Regions from separate parts of the Mus musculus genome. Here all the other regions are linked to region 3. The links are chromatin contacts, called in public Hi-C and HiChIP or PLAC-seq maps. All regions are on one chromosome and are shown on one strand. Each heading gives the region's core, a stretch centred on a gene start, on an enhancer-like site or on the middle of the called end of the contact. The rest is flanking DNA. Distances are from core to core; before and after follow the strand shown.

Region 1 (3,264 bases), core at 43-2,542, 490 kb before region 3:
AGATTTGCATGCAGGAGAGGTTAGAATGCAAAATTGAAACTGCTCTGGGTACATGGGGGGTGGATAAGGCCTTTGATGAACGATGTGGAACAAAGTTTTAGTGTTGTTACAAGTTCAAAATAAAATTTTAAACATTTAAAAATCTTTTGGTAGTTGTCCTTAAATACTGTATTTTATGCTCGGAAGTTACATTTGATTGTCCTAAGCGGCGCGTTTTGCTTAAAGATGAAAACTGCTCACTTGTATCTTATTTAATTAAATTGATTTTTTAAAAGAGGCTAATGATAGTTTCAAATTCCAATATTTATTCTGAAAAGTTTGAAAGAAAAGCTATGAACTCATTTTGAACCAAAGTAATAATGAGCTCCTGTGCCCTGGACAGCAATAGGAAGTGTATAAACTTGTGGCAAAATTAGGTTTTTACTTTAGTTGTTTGTAGCCCTAAACACATGAAAGTCACTGGGTGGGAAGTGAGAACTTCACACCAACTTTCTAAATCTCAGAGTAGGTAAGAAAGTTATATCGAGTATATGTTTTTATATTTTAATAACTTTTATATAGGTGAACTCAGACATTTTTGGATTTGCTTGTGGTTTGCAGTCCCCAGTTTAGATTAACAAAAACAAACAAATATACCAAAAAAACCCAAACTCCAAACCCCATAACCACTAACAATCAATTACACTCATTTTATGAGCATATTCAAACAGGTTGAGTTTATACAAACGCATCTTTTAGTTTATGAATATCCTCCCTTGCTCTCAGAAGCACTTGCCCCTGCTCGAATTGATATGTCAACACTGATTTAGAAAATACAACCCATCTTTAGTTCTAACACATAAAAAGTCACGTTTCTGGGAGATACATACTGCATTTGAAAACTGCTGGGCTCCTCGGTGTGCCAGACAAATTAACGACCATTTCTGCGGATGCACAGCGGGATGTCTATCTTCCAAACACCGCACAGAGTCTCTTGTAAACATCACAGAACTACATAACGATTTTCTAATCTCTGGGAACCCTATGTCACTTGTAGCGAGAGAGCGGCAGCCTTACCTTTGACCTCTGTCAGAAGGATGACATGAAGTAGGAGCCACATTGCGGCCGGTGTGCGCTCGAGAGGTGTCCGGTGTCAGAGGAAAGAGCTGTAGATTTGCAGCATTGAGTTCGTAGACGTGTCCTTGCTTCTCAGAAGGAGTTTTGATAGTCTGGTGCCTCCCATGTGTCTGAGCATGCTCAGCTGAAACCTCCTTGGCACGAAGGGACACCGACGCTTGTCACTGGGGAGTCCGCTTCTCTTTCCGTCCTTTCCTTCTCTAGCTTTGCTTTCTTTTAAAAGTAGACTGGTGTTTCTGAACATTACATTCATCACGGTGTAAGAAGGGTAAGGTGTAAGAAAAGAGAGAGGTAAATAGCTCTCTAGCCTTATTAATAAGCAACATTTAATAGCTTAATATTTTTTTTCTCAAAGCACCTGGAGTGACTTGCACCCATTCTTAAAATCTAAACATAATACAAATTCCAGAGTGTGAAGGACCGTACATCTACCGTGGACCAACTGGGAAACTCTTTAGAAGCAGTTTTCATACAAGAAGCAACTGAGAGATGCGTCCTCATTGACACACACGGAGGACTGTGTGGAGGACCATACTGAGATGTTTTCAAGTGACATTCAGCAGAGGTGAGCGTTACAAGTGTGGCCTTGTGTTCGCCGGGGGAAGCATCCACCTAATACTTTGAATTTTACTTACTTTTCCCCATAATCACAGTCTCGCTTTAAAGCACAGAACTCCCCCACAATGCATGAAATCCGGAGTCCCACATCTACTCAAAGTCACTGTGACTTTCTTCCCCCCTCACACCCCAAAGATAGCTTTTTAACCAGTCCGCTTTGTGTAGGGACTCCCGTTGATCCCAGTGCGATCCTAAAGAACATCCCAAAAAGACAAGTAGGATTTTCTTGTCCGAGTACAGACTTCTTTTTTCACTACCTGGGAAGTGTCGGTGGAGAAAGGGTCCTAGTGTGGATTAGAGCGGAGGGTTTGGGAGCGGATGCAAAGGCTGTCTGAGGCTTGCTTGCAGTGACTGGCTGCTGGCAGCTGGGGCCAGCCTCGCTCTGTCTTTCCTTCCAGTTTTTGATAGGATACGGATTCAAACAGAATTAGAGATATACAATATTTTATTTATCACGTAATGAAGTTGGTTCTTCTGCCATTTTAAGAAGTGACTTAAATTTCTTTCAATGCTCTCCCTTGATACAGGACCAAAGGAAAAGGAATCAGGAAAAGAAATGCTCGAAGATCTTCTCTTAGGTTTAAAGAAACTTTTGTTGTTATTGTTGTTCACTGAACTTGAGGTCTTTTAAGATAGCCTCCACAACTCCCTCCCCAACCTCCCCAAACAAAGAAACTCCAACAAAACAAAAAACAACCCCCCCACTGTCACTTAAAAAACCCCCACCCTGTTGATTAAATGACCCTATATTTGTGTTCTGCCAAGATGACGGACGCTGAGATCTGGTGTTAAAGTCTAAAGCATAAACTCTAAAATGCAACTAAATACCATTAATTGGCCACCACAAGGCAATATTTGAAGTTTAAATATATCTCCCACAAGGATATATCTTCAGAGAAAGAAAACGGTGTCTAGACTTCAAAGAATTTAGTTTAGAATTCTGCATTAATATCAAAGGCCAAGCTTAATATCTTCTGAAATTGCAAAAGCCAGCTCATCGGTTCCCACCAGGGCCGCTCAGAGTTAATCTTTGAAATGTTAGCCCAGGAAGAGTCCGAATTCAACAACTATAAATAATAATTAAGACCTCCTCCAGCTCATTACTGACATTTGAAGGCAGAAAGCCTGAGCGTTTGGATGTGTTTGTGGTTAATGCATTTTAAATCTGCCCGGCATCCTGGGGGGTGCACGCTGACCTTTGACCTGCAACGGGAGAGGTTGAAATTCACACAGGCTGAAGATGTAACTAAGTTAAGCAGGGCGAATGGATTCAGACCCGAGAGGCAAACTCAGCAGGGAGATTTCAGGGCCGGCTTCATGCAGAGCTAGAATGGAAGGCCTGGCAAATTGGTTCAGAGAAGTACACATGTACTTTATTGATCTTGTCTTGAATCAACTCACTCTTATTGTTGTTACAATCACCCGTCGGCAGTGCCTGTACTTTTTGATACGAATACTGCAAGATTTCATGTAAATACGTGTCTTATTATCCACTACAATGCACTGGGGTTCTTACAAATGGAGGGGAGT
Region 2 (3,269 bases), core at 61-2,560, 320 kb after region 3:
AACCGTTCAGCAAACAGAGCAAATGGAAAGCAAAACCTTCTATTACTACGTACACTATCTGACCAGAGGGAAACGACAAGGGCAGATCTACTCTGAGTTCTATTTACATTCAGAGTGCAAGGACATGCAAGCACCTGAGCAGATAGGGCCAGGTACACACACTTAGCAGCACCAGTCCTACAGCAGACAGACAGACAGCTGACCCAGCAGACAGACAGACAGCTGACCCAGCGCTTGCCAAGGAGTCAGCGGAATGGCAACTCTGAGCCTACCCTAGGCCAGCAGCAGGAAGTTTAGAATGAAGCCAGCAGCAGGGAGCTTGTAAGACGATGAAGTATCAGCAAGCTGATTGACATCCGGAAGAAAACAGACATTAAGACACACAGGTGGGGCTGGAGAGATGGCTGAGCAGTAAGGAGCACTTAGTGTTCTTGCTGAGGACCTGGGTTCGGTTCCCAGCACCCACACAGCAGCTCACACCTGTCTGTAACTCCAGTTCCAGGCTTCTAACACCCTCACACAGACATACATGCAGGTAAAACACAAATGCACATAAAAGTACACCCAATGGGAGAGGGAACAGGATGAGAGAAACACTACAAGAGACAAACTAAGCACCCTCCTGAAGCCTACTGTGTCCTGCTTGCCCACCCTCAGTTTTTACAGTGGTAAGCAACTGGTGGCCCTAAGTAAGTGTCCACTCCAACTTCTGAAGGGTAAGTGGTGCTCACTACTTCCCTTCCCACGACACGAGGAACTGTACATGCATCTTCACTGTCTCCTAAAAATGTTTAAGTAAATGGAAACTCACCTTTCCAACACCATTTTTCTTATTTGTGATTTACTGTTGCAGCTGTTACATGGACCAAAATGGGCAGCATTGAGTGGATGCCACTCAGGAACAATATTGGTAAAGGTGACCAGACTCTTCACACACCTAAAAAACAGGCACAGTTTGAATCCCTCAGCTAGCTTCGCTGGAGTTAGTTAACACGTGCAACTGCATGCTCTTGCTTGCCTCCCAGCCCCGCCCATATCAGCACAGCCATGCCCTCCCCTGCCACGGAAGAGACACTGGAGCCTCCACACCAACTGACATGCACAGAAGGGTGACCAGCAGAGCTTCCCTCCACTAATGCTCCAGAGAATCACTGCTGATGCCCTGCTGAGCACACTGGTTATTTCAGGGCCACCCCTGGTCTCCACTTAGCACATTGTAGAATCAGTCCCCAGCTTCCATACCCAATGTACTGGCAGCTACCTAGTGAGGAGCCATCAGAGGCTCTGGGTGAACATTGTTACTCTCAGGCTGTCTGACTCAGGCTGAGTTGTGATGCAAAGTGGCTTAGCATCACTGACAACAAAGAGAGTACTGTCTTCAAACAGATACAAACTTAAACTTTTCATCTGCTGGGGGGCTGGGGGTGGGGGCAATCACTTGGAAAACGGCGACAGTTAAAAGCCATCTTCAACCGTCAGCCAAGTATACTAAATCTTAGTTGCATCAACTCTAGTAAAAACATTTTCATTAAAGCAAGTATCACATTACACTCCCCCGACAAACAACTCTCCCGTGTCAAGTGCCATGGCCTTCATACAACAACGAGTGGCAGATAAACTGGGTCTGAATCAGGACCACCAGCCTCCAAAGGCCAGGCTTTTTTATGCTCTCCAAAAATATAACTACGGAACCTAATACAAGTCCTTATACTGGCACAAAACCCAGAGGCACTAAAATGAAAGGACTAGTTGACTAGCTTCTGTCAGAGGAGAAGGAAGCCAGTTGTTGTAACCCCAACGTACACTGATTAAAGGCCATCCTGTCTTAGCTTTGACTCTGAAATTGCTTTTTTTTTTTTTAGAATGAAAGATTAAAGAATGTTTAAAGAAGTTTCAGGTTTTAAAGAAATAAAGACAAGATGCAAACCAAAGTGGCTGCCGGTTTCCCCTGGGTGCTTTCTGAGCTCTGTGCGAACACTGCTAGAGCCCACTTTCCTTCTTATGCACAGAGCTGCCGAAAGATCAGAGTGCTGAGTCACTGGCCTCGCCAGTGAGTTCATAACTACTTTCCTAAGCAGCCAGTCATCTGAATTGCCACAACAGAAATCACTCTCAGTGGCTAGGTGACTCCTGGCACACACAACCCACTCAATGAAAAGCTGTCAAACCACTAGCCTGTGAATTCTAGAAAAGCTGTAATTAAGCTGATTCTAACCATCAGCCCTGTTTATATTATTAAAAACACACGTAGTGATTAGGGAGTTTAGCACAGGGAATCACAGAGGCAAGAAACGACACTAGAGGTCTCCTGATCTCCTACTGACTCGTTACTATGAACAGAAAACCTGACCCCTTGTACAAATCAATGGAAATCTGGGAGCAGAATCCTCCTTGGCGTAGACAAGTATTTCAAGTCCTAGTGTGAGTCTCCTCTACAGCTCTCTCCCAGGCTCGGCTCTGCCTGCTGTCCAGATCCCACGGACTCGCTATGCACCGCTCGCTCGCTCCTCATCATTTACCTGCTGACTGTTGAGGCTTGCTGGTGGGTGAGCTGCACTGGGCAGCCTGATTCCTGCTAATACTGAGCAATGACCGGCGAGGCAGACAAGTACCCAGCCTCTCTGACCGCTCTCCTGAACACTATAAATGCCACCATACACTAAGAGCAAATCCATGATGGAGGCCTAAAGCAAACAAAAGCCTTGTCTCTAACAGAGGGCAAAACACTGCCAAGGACTTCAGAGCAGACGCCCTGCTAAGAACCTTCCAGAGAGTGAAGGGTGCTAATCTCATCTGTTCCTAACTTCCCAGTAAATAAATTAACAACTCCTTTTAGCTATTCTTCAAGCCATAGATTTTTTTTTTAAGTTAATTTAGACCAACAAGTTGACTCTAGCCTCTTGTGTCACAAACTGTCCCTTTAACCTCACTAGTGAGACATTCTCACAGCAGACATCGCAGTGATCCATGCCTCCATTGTCAGGACTCAGAGGGCTGAGCAAGAAAGTGGCACTCTGAGGTCAGCCCCAGCTACTGAGCTAGATAGACCCTCTTAGAAAAGGATCAAATGTGTGTTGGGGTCCAAGAAATGCTGATACATGATGCTTCCTGAGGCAGAAAACCTATAGTCTGGGCCAACCCGGGCTACACAGCCAAGTTCTCCCTGAGCTATTGCAACCTTGTCTCCATCCAAGGGGGTGGAGGGTAAACTGCTGTGGAAGTGTTGAGACACAGTGTAATGTATGTGCAAAACCTATTAAAGTACACTG
Region 3 (3,549 bases), core at 905-3,404:
TCCTTGTGCACCCCTCCCTAGAGCCCTGCCACCTGGCTTCTCTCCCCTCCCCCTCCCCCCACCCCCACCCCAACTCTTCTCAAGATGGCTTCACTTCTCGTGCTCCTGAATGGCATCTTCTCAGTGACTGCATCCCTCAGCTAGCGATCAACCCCTTCTCACTTCAGCACCTCTTGGCCCCGTTGGTTGCTCAGGTGCCTCGCTTCTCTTAGTTCCTCTCTTGTCTTAGAGTTGGGGTCTCAGGGGTTTGCAGCTTCACTGTAACACTGAGTCCTTTCAGTTCAACACTCTGGGTCCTTGAAGGATGTTTTTTTTAAAACCATGGAGCTGTCTTCCCTAAACCACTGGTGTGTTTACACCTGTGTGGCTCCCATGGGCCCCTGGGACTTGCGCCTTCCAATGGACCCCTGCGTTTGCCCTTCACTTCACTCTGAACACTCGCAGCTATCCAGAAAGCTCCACGGCTTCATCGGCTTCCAAAGGCGTGTCAGTCTCCTGGGGTCCTAGCGACCTATGCTTGGAACATGGTGGGCGGAGCAACCGCCTGGGTGGTCCCCAAAGGCTCCCTTCTCCTTCCCTTCTCCTTTCCACCTGGTGTGTGTATGGGTGTCAGTTCAGGCCTGGCTCCTCTGGAAGGGGATTACAGCTTCATTCCCTCCCATGCATCCTCTGGCTGCCTCCACGGAACGTCTCGTCCATCTGACCTGGGGTGATGACTGGCCTTGGACCACCACCCCCCCCCTCCCCCCGCCTCTTAGCTTCCATCTTCTCCCTTACCGACCCAGAGCTCTCTGCGGCTCTCCTGCAAGAAAGCAAGATGGCAGCTTGTTACCAGCTAGATCATGTTGAGACCCCTTAGCCTTCAAGCCTCCACCAACACAGCCCCTCATTCGTTCATCATCTCCACTCCTGTGCTCTGAACTCGAGCTTCCTTCCAGTCCACCTAGCTACCTACCCACTTCTTTCCCTGCCCACCAAGGCTGTGCCCGGTTTATGCAGTGCCATTCACAGGCCGCCCTCTCCCTACCTGGAGTTGGTACATGTATGGAGTTGGCTCATAAAGCTCTCTTCCCTCGATCCAGTCCAGTGACTACTTTAGCGGTGCCAATACCGAGGATAGCTATCCCATACCTGGTGTTATTAGTGTTAGCACGTTAGCATTCCTTCTAGGTTCCTCCCAACAGTTAGTTACCTAGCAACAGCCAGGTGGGAGCCTGGGTTGCTATAAAAAGAACTGTTTGGCCTCTCTTCACTCTCTCTGACCCCTTTCTCTCTCTCTCTCTTTCTCTGACCCCCCCACCCTCCCTCTCCCCATCTTTTTCTGTCCCTTCTTTTTCTCTACTTCAACTCCTTTCTCAACCCCCTTCCCATGCCTCAAGTGAACATTTTATACTAGACCCGTGTTGTATGACTGGTACCTGGGGACAGGGGGCACCCACTAAGACACCCCCTCCCAGTGAAGCATACCGCGCTTTACAAAACATATCAAGTAGCACGGTTGAGTTCTTACTATATGTCATCACTAATTCAGTTACCTCTAAAAATAATTCCAAGAGAGGACTAAGGCAACCTTGGCCCAAATCACATCAACATTTGACACCCAGTCCGAGTCTTTACTAGTCACTAAATAGACACACTTTAAAAAAAAAAAAAAAAACTTCCCAAAGCACATTTATTGTGTGATCCTCCCCCCCCCCCCGCCCCCTTAAAGGGCCTAGCTAGATACTGAACACACGATATGTCTTTGATCCACTCACTGATTTGAGCTTCTAGCTTCCAGACTTAAGAATACCACGACCCCAGATGAGCAATTTATGGAAACAACAGTCACCAAGATCATTTGCCCTGGTCAATGACAGATGATAAACCATATCAGGACAAAGTGACCCGCAACATCCTGATAAGAAACCATCTCAGCCTCTGTGGGCTCCTTTTTCCTCTTTCTTTCCTCTTTTGGAAGAAGAAAATCCAGATCAGACACCTGAGAACTCATTGCTATTCTGTAGTCAGGTTGCTTCCAACTCTTTTATTCAAACCACCCCAGGGGCCTTGTGACATTACCTGCTAACGATTCTAACTCATCTTTCCAAACAAAGAGGCATCAGCCTGTCAAACAGCAACAGCCTTCCATCAACAGAGAGCTGAGGTCTCCTCCAGACTGGCAGAATGGGTGAGCGCTTACCGTACTCCCCATCCCCCACCCCGCGCCAGGGCCCTATGTGAATTTCTATGGGGTAATATTTACAGTGCTGGATGGCTGGGCCCTGTGGAGCTTAATGGGCTTCTTAATAAAGGCAGGCTTCATTAAGACAGAGAGCGCGGGGCGTCGTGCCCTTGCTTTGGAGGAGAGGACAAGCCAGCACAAGACGAATGCTCTCCCTCCGCTCGAAAATCATGCGGGTCAAGTGCCTTGTCACGCATTAACAGTCTTTTAAGTTGCTAGGCAGATCGAGAGGAGCCGAGCGGATAAACCAAGGCGGAGGAATTATGAGACCCATCCTGGTAGCACAAACGCTGGAACACAGAGCTGCCTTTAAACAAAGTAATTTGCTAAATGAGCGGCTGGCGGGTTTCCAGATGGCCAATGTGACACGGGCTTGGATGAATCCTTTCTTCAATCACGCGTTTGTCTGGACTGAGACATGAAAGGCCAGGTCAGAGCTACTGCGGTGGCTGCTGTAGCTTTGAAGCCCTTACATAAAACTCTACTGGTGTGGAACTCCGGCAGCTCCAGTGTGGCAGCTGGCGCGGGTGCCCTGGCGTTGGTGCTTGGGAGGCCACTAAGACAGCTGCTCCTTAAGCGGGAGGACAGCCAGCTCAGAACAGGGCTTCTCTGTCTTGCCTACCGCTTCGCTTCACACCAGGTCTCTGGGCAGGTGACCTTAGTACCAGATGAAACTGTAGTTGAAGTCTAAGAAGCAGAAATGTTGTAATTTTAAATATGAATTATTAAGAATCACTTAAAATCATTTCCATGAGTTTTGTCTTTCTTCCTTCAGTCCTGAATGATGTGTTTAAAATAAATAAATAAATAAATAAATAAATAAATAAATAAATAAATAGGAGATATGTGCTATGAGGTGTGGTGAGGTGTGGGAGAAGGGAATGTCTCAGCGGGCCCATGCCGAGGCATCCCTTCCCCATGAGGGACCAGCCACAGGTATAGTATAGTATAGTATAGTATAGTATAGTATAGTATAGTATAGAATAGAGTTTATTCAGGGCATGGGGAGGGGAGTTAAGAGGGCAGTGGAGGCAGAGAAAGGCAGAGAGAGGGAGAGTAGAGAAGTAGAGGAGTAGAGGCCAGCCATGAGCACGTGGAGGGGGGCGGGGAAGAGGCGAGGGGACAGAGTGGGAACAAGAGAGCAAGAGAACAAGAGGGAGAGGAGTGGGCAAGCAGCCCCTTTTATAGTGGGTCAGGCCTACCTGCCTGTTGCCAGGTAACTGTGGGGTGGAGTTTAGACAGAATTCTGACGCTGAACCCAGGACCTTATAAATGTTAGGTAAGCACTCTACCACTGAGGTACACCCCAGACCTCTAAGTCAGTT

What was found. A called contact is a pair of places that touch in the nucleus more often than the background predicts. HiChIP or PLAC-seq counts read pairs in DNA pulled down with a chosen protein or histone mark.
Region 1: a contact with region 3 is called in an H3K4me3 HiChIP or PLAC-seq map of embryonic limb bud, with 6 times the contacts expected there. The contact joins the promoter of Rxfp2 here to the promoter of Wdr95 in region 3. A contact is called at or near these places in 2 of 39 promoter capture datasets (embryonic stem cells and stem cell-derived epiblast-like cells), 1 of 484 Hi-C or Micro-C datasets (the N1E-115 cell line), 1 of 115 datasets of contacts at active chromatin or transcription factors (embryonic limb bud) and 1 of 9 other capture datasets (embryonic stem cells).
Region 2: a contact with region 3 is called in a Hi-C map of uterus, with 4 times the contacts expected there. The contact joins the enhancer-like site here to the promoter of Wdr95 in region 3. A contact is called at or near these places in 8 of 39 promoter capture datasets (the 3T3-L1 cell line, 3T3-L1-derived adipocytes, cranial neural crest and 5 more), 2 of 15 datasets of contacts at CTCF or cohesin (both in the NIH/3T3 cell line), 18 of 484 Hi-C or Micro-C datasets (B cells, the HPC-7 cell line, the MC3T3-E1 cell line and 12 more) and 6 of 115 datasets of contacts at active chromatin or transcription factors (differentiating embryonic stem cells, embryonic basal ganglia, embryonic forebrain and 3 more).

Annotation. Positions count from the first base shown.
Region 1 is chr5:150,016,703-150,019,966 of GRCm38.p6, reverse strand. Rxfp2 (relaxin/insulin-like family peptide receptor 2) reads right to left here and starts at 1,292. Exons shown (of 18, transcript NM_080468.2): 1 at 1,057-1,292. The coding sequence starts at 1,099.
Region 2 is chr5:149,201,937-149,205,205 of GRCm38.p6, reverse strand. It overlaps Uspl1 (ubiquitin specific peptidase like 1), which reads right to left. Exons shown (of 9, transcript NM_001115149.1): 7 at 812-937. Among named protein-coding and RNA genes, the nearest start is that of Uspl1, 19 kb to the right of the region's middle. Within about 2 kb of position 1,310, at least 108 of the 459 cell types and tissues checked have an H3K27ac peak or open chromatin away from gene starts, as enhancers often do. A contact at or near this core is called in 3T3-L1-derived adipocytes, the HPC-7 cell line, the NIH/3T3 cell line and 5 more, where this site is marked.
Region 3 is chr5:149,527,284-149,530,832 of GRCm38.p6, reverse strand. Wdr95 (WD40 repeat domain 95) reads right to left here and starts at 2,154. Exons shown (of 23, transcript NM_029440.3): 1 at 2,062-2,154. All of the region lies in intron 1 of Gm15997 (predicted gene 15997), which reads left to right.